2 separate regions of the Mus musculus genome follow, and region 1 is linked to region 2. The links are chromatin contacts, called in public Hi-C maps. All regions are on one chromosome and are shown on one strand. The core of a region is the stretch at or near the end of the contact, and the rest is flanking DNA. Distances in the headings are between cores, read along the strand shown. Region 1 holds the start of Mtres1 (mitochondrial transcription rescue factor 1). Region 2 holds the start of Cdc40 (cell division cycle 40).

Region 1 (2,700 bases), core at 4-2,503, 2.7 Mb after region 2:
ACTAGGGGGACACATTCTGGACAAACTAGGGACCTTTGTTCCAGACAGGCCTAGAACACTCTCACTTAGGTATCTGCAAGGAAACTCACCTTCAAGTCTAGACTCAAACACATCCCCTCAGCGGGGCCTACCCATTCCATTCCAACTATTCCAACGCAACTCCACCTTGCCAATCGGTCCCCTTTACCACACTTACCCCACCCCCAGAGCTAATCACAGGCTGCTGTGTAATTTACCAGATGCTGTCTGCATGTGCATACACTCCACAAGACTAGACTTCTTCTTCATCCCTGTTTTATTTATCTCACGTGCACAGAAATAGTGCCTGGTAATTAAAAACTTGCAGAAGCTAGGAACGCTGTTGCAAGCCTATAATTCAAGCATCTGGGAAAGAGGCAGGAGCTCACGTGTTCAAGGACATCGTTCACTATAAAAGTAAGAAGCCAGTCACAACGAGGCCGCCTTAAAAAAGTCTTATAGACCTAAGTCTGGAGGTCACCCAGACGGCACGAGAGATACAGAGAGTTTTAGTAGGAAAGTAACCCGGCAGGAGTCCATATGAAAAAATCTCCTTGACGGCAGTTTGCATTAGAGATGACTAGGAAAGAAAGCCCGTAAGGTTCGTTTCGGGTGAGATTTCTATAAAGCTATAGACTCTATAACGAAGGCTAAGACTGGCAGAAGAGCAGTGTTTAGGATACACAGGCAAAGCTGTCCTTGACCTGCACTACGCTGGGAGTGGATCCACGTTCCTTAGCGTGTCACCGCTCTGTAAGACCCGGGCCTGGCCTCCAGTTGGTTGGGTCTACAGCTACGAAACCCTTCCCTTCTGCGGACGTCGGAAGCGGACTTCTACACAAGATCGAGTTCCCCTGGAGCCCTCCCATCCCGAACCTTCCCCAGGTCCCCCAAGGTCAAAGGAAACTGGACACTCCCACGCCGCCCAGCCCCGAGTCAGTGTGTCTGCAGCTTGCTGCACCCAAGTCCGGGGACGCACAGCCTGGGCCAGCTTAATTCCCACGGTCCCGGGGTTCGAGAGGCGTCCCTAGGCAACCCCAACTCTGCGGAACGGGAAGGGTTCGCAGACACGGCCGGAGCGCCGCAGGGCAGAAGCCAGCCGAGGGCGAAGCGCCCGGCGAGGGGCTGAGCCGGCGGGCCAGTAGGGGCGCACTCACCTGCGCAGTCCGCTGGTCCCTCCCCGGACCGCGCCGACCGCAGGCGGGAGCCACCTCCGCACCTGCCCCGCCTCTTCCGCCCCAGCCTACGCAGAGAGTGGACCCCTAGGCGCATCTGAGCACGGTGGTGGCCTCACAGCGTCCCCTGCTGGACGCGGCGCCTTGGAGGACCACGCTGTTGAGGTCGGGGTGTGGGGAAGTGAGGTGGGGGGGGGGGGGGGGGGGAGAGGGGACGTGGGAGGCCCATCCCAGGCCCGCTGAGCTTGGCAGCCAGTTCCAGAAGAATTTGGTTTGGAAGCAAAAGTTCTTTCTCTCGAATAGCCAAAGCCCTGAACTTCTTAGTGAGTTATAGATGTTGTCTCCAGAAAACTGTCTTAACATCACAGAATATAAGAGTTTACTTCTAACCCGTCCGTGTGTAGGTGTATCGCTGTAATCCCAACACTGGAGAGACCGAGGTAGGAAGAATGGGGGTTCAAGGTTTTCCTTGGGTACATGACTAGGAAGTTCGAGGCCAGGCTGAGCTACAAAGAAATAAATATAAATGGGAATAAATAAAATACCTCACATTGGGTGTGATCCTATCATTGGGGGAGTGGAGGCAGAAAGATCAAGTAAGTCACTTGACCTGTCTTTGGCTACATAACAAGCTTGAGACCAGCTTGGGTTACATGAAACCCTGTCTCAATATATCAACCCCTGACCCCCCACCCCCCAAAAAAAACTAAGTCACACCGTTTTCGTTCAGTTTTCTTGCCATGCCAGAAGTGATTGGACAGGGGTTAGAGTCTAGGAAAACACGGTTTAGTGGAACCAGTGAAAACAAACCTTGGGAGTCAGATGGAATATAGCCCAGACACTAGAGTACAGTCAGTTTCACAAAAGTTGTTTTTTTGTTTTGTTTTGTTTTGTTTGTTTGTTTTTAAAACGTAAATACTTTTACGTGTATGAGTGTCTTTGCCTGCATGTACCATGTGCCTCTATGCTGAAGGAGGCCAGAAGAGGGCATTGCATCTCCTGGGACTGGAGTTACAGATGGTTGCTAACCACCATGCAGATGCTGGGAATGGAATCTGGCTCATCTGGAAGAGCAGCCAGTGCCCTTCCCTCTGGAGCCCAGGTTTAGATATGTTTGCGTTAACGTTTGTTGGGATATATGCTGTATTAAACGAGAAGTAGCCTTCCTGATTTTCTTCTTTTTCAGACGTTTCCCTTCCAAGTCTGTGAGCTCTGTTCCCCGCCTTTTCATTGATGCTCCTTTCTCCTAAGTTGGCACAATAGTTTCTTGATTGTGTTTGTATAAGAGGAATGCACAACTACAAATTGTTTCAAATGCTGAAATGATACATCTACACGGTTGACATTGTGAGATCAGGAGGGATACACAGTTGCATTTACTTGTAGGTCAACACCTGCCATCATGTTTGACCTAGGGAACTCAGGTCTTTTAGTCTTGGCAGCGAAAGCCTTTATCCTTTGAGCCAGTTCACCACCCCTTGGGAAAAAATTTTTTAAAAAAATTAAA
Region 2 (2,700 bases), core at 168-2,667:
TTATTTATTTATTTATTTATTTATTTTATTTATTTATTTTGGTTTTTTGAGACAAGGTTTCCCCGTGTAGTCCTGGCTGTCCTGGAACTCACTCTGTACCAGGCTGGCCTCGAACTCAGAAATCTGCCTGCCTCTGCCTCCCAAGTGCTGGGATTAAGGCATGTGCCACCACTGCCTGGCAACTTTTTATTTTTTTATTTTTATTTTTTTAAGAAAGGATTTGTCTGAGCAATCTACACACACAAAAAAAAAATCACACTTCTACCTTATTCTTTGTTGTGGTTATTACCCCATCCCATCCCCACCCCACCCCCCACCCCCGGACACCCAGTGTTCAATTCAATCTGTAACTACTTTATTTGTCCACATTTAATTGGTTGTTTCACCCACGAGAATGATTCCAGTATGAACTATGATAGCAAAGATGTTCTGGTTGGTTGACCCTTGTGGCTTTAATCCTGTTGTTACTGGGAAACAATACATGCTCCATAGAGAACTATATTATAGAACTATAGAACTGGGTTTCCCCCTTTATCAACTTCCTCGGTTGGGTTCGTGCATGCTACTTCCTAAACTTTATGTCCTTTTCCCATTCATTGTATTAACACAAAGAATCACAATAGCTAACATGTATCGCTTTCCACTAGATAGATATTCGGCTCTGTGCTATAATCTTTACCATATAATTTCACTCAATCTTTACAATAACCCCCCGATAAATATGTTTTTATACAGCTATCTTCATTGCACAACTGTACAAAAGAACGTTGTGTAATTTGAAAGTAGTGAAGCCAGGATTCGTGCCGAGTTCCTCAAAAACAAAACAGTGCCTGGCCGTGGCTCACTTCTAGTGAGGGTACAAATTCTAGTTTGAAAGTCTTGATCCAATATTATCTATGCTCTGAACTTATAACTGATCTAATAAGGCTACATCTTAGTCTACAAATTCAAACTTTCCTCCTCTCCTGAACTAATTTTATCCGACGGAGATAGGAAGGACAGGGGTTAGTGGAGAGCTGCTCCGTACTTCTAATCGTCAAGGAGGATGTGGGAAGAGATGTAAACGCTAGTTACATACTTCTCAGCGCCAAGGTAGACCAGCCTCTAACCCGAGACGAGCTGAAAGCAGTTCCTGAGCTTATTAGTGTCCAAAACACTTACCTTAACTGCCACCTCCGGAGCCGAGTCCACCGCCACGGTCAGAGAGAGCTTGGCTGAAGGCGATTTGGTCAAGTGCATGAGAGAGTCCGCGGCTGGCAGCGGACACCGACTGCCCTCACTGTCCGAATCCGATTCGGACCCCGAGCCCGAGCCATACGAAGCAGCTAGAGCTGCAATCGCAGCCGACATGACTGCAACAGATACTCTCTGCTAAGGCCAGGCCAAGGCGGAAGAAGCAGCGTCTCCCAGGTCCTGTCAGATTGTCATGGAACTCGATATTTACCTCCTTTAAAAAAAATCATTTATAACTTCTCGAAAAAAACTTTATTATTGAGATAACTGTATCAAAACTTGAGATTCACAAACATTTATCTAAAGAAGCACAAGGGATTACAACTATTTGTAACTTTCAGGACCTCGTTGATTAAAGACCCAGTCCTGAGATGTGTTTGAAGCCTCGAGGACCTTCACTCCCGGCGTACAGTGCGGCGAGGAGCTCGCGGCACCATGGGAAATGTAGTTTGGAGCGAGGAGGTGGAGCCCGGCAGAGGGGGCCTGCCTTCGACCCCGCCCCCAAGAGGATGCTTCATTCAATTGGATGTCATCTTCCCTCATTCCCGAGCCCAGCACCGTTCTCTCCGGCCCCCTCCCCCAAAGTGCGGATCGGGCAATACCACAGAGCCTCAGGACAGGGGGAAGCGCCGTCCTCTTGCCCACGGACGGGTAAGTGGGTGGATGCTCATTCTCCCACCATGCCGCCGTACGCCCTGCAGGGTTCGAGGGGAGAGTGCGAATCCTAAGTTCAGAGACCTGGGACCCGTCCGGTGCAGCTCCGGGGAAAGGTCGTGAGGCCAGGCGGAGAGCGCCCCGCGGCTCCCCCTGCTGCAGGCGCGGGTCCCCGCGCCCGGTTGTGGAGCGTCGCGCGGGGAGGGGGCGGCGCAGGGCAGCGGCTGCTCGCGGTGTTGTTCGCTCGCGCGTCGAGCGCACCGCGGCTCGGGCGAGCAGTGGGCGCCCCCGGCGGCATTCCCGGCGGCCCGGCGCCTCAGCCAGTGCCCGGCGCGGCTTCCATCCCGCAGCCCGACGCTCCCGAGGGGCTCCTGGTGGCGCCCCAGTGCGGAGCCGGACCGGCGGCAGCCGCCGAAGCATGTAGAAGGGGTACGGCGCGAGCCCCCCACGGTTTCGCGGTGAGCACGAGTCTCTCAGGATTTTGTCCCTTTTTTTTCTTCCCGGGGTCCTGACGAGGGAACTGTTCTCCACCGACCCGAGCCGAGAGGGGCGTGTGGATGAGCCGGGGTCTGCAGCGGCGGCGATGGATGGGCGCGCCGCCCCCGCCCCCATCCCGGGCTCCCCCGCGCCCGCCGCCCAGCAGCCCGGGCTGCGCGTGGAGGACGAGGCGTGGGATCTCGGGCGCGGGGACTGGCCCGAGGCTGCTCTGGGTGCAGCATCTGCGGCTCTCACCTGCGGCGCGGGGTTCGGGGCTCCGATCCCGCCGCTCCGCCCTTGTGCATCGGCGCCGGCGAAGGCTGCAGCCAGTCGCGG

The links. Hi-C and Micro-C count contacts between places; a contact is called where the count stands out from the background.
Region 1: a Hi-C map of natural killer cells shows a contact between it and region 2, with 8 times the contacts expected there. The contact joins the promoter of Mtres1 here to the promoter of Cdc40 in region 2. A contact is called at or near these places in 1 of 484 Hi-C or Micro-C datasets (natural killer cells) and 1 of 9 other capture datasets (liver).

The regions. Positions count from the first base shown.
Region 1 is chr10:43,539,765-43,542,464 of GRCm38.p6, forward strand. Mtres1 (mitochondrial transcription rescue factor 1) reads right to left here and starts at 1,254. Exons shown (of 4, transcript NM_026411.2): 1 at 1,176-1,254.
Region 2 is chr10:40,881,726-40,884,425 of GRCm38.p6, forward strand. It overlaps Cdc40 (cell division cycle 40), which reads right to left and starts at 1,418. Exons shown (of 15, transcript NM_027879.2): 1 at 1,162-1,418. The coding sequence starts at 1,350. Wasf1 (WAS protein family, member 1) reads left to right here and starts at 2,102. Exons shown (of 9, transcript NM_001379453.1): 1 at 2,102-2,345.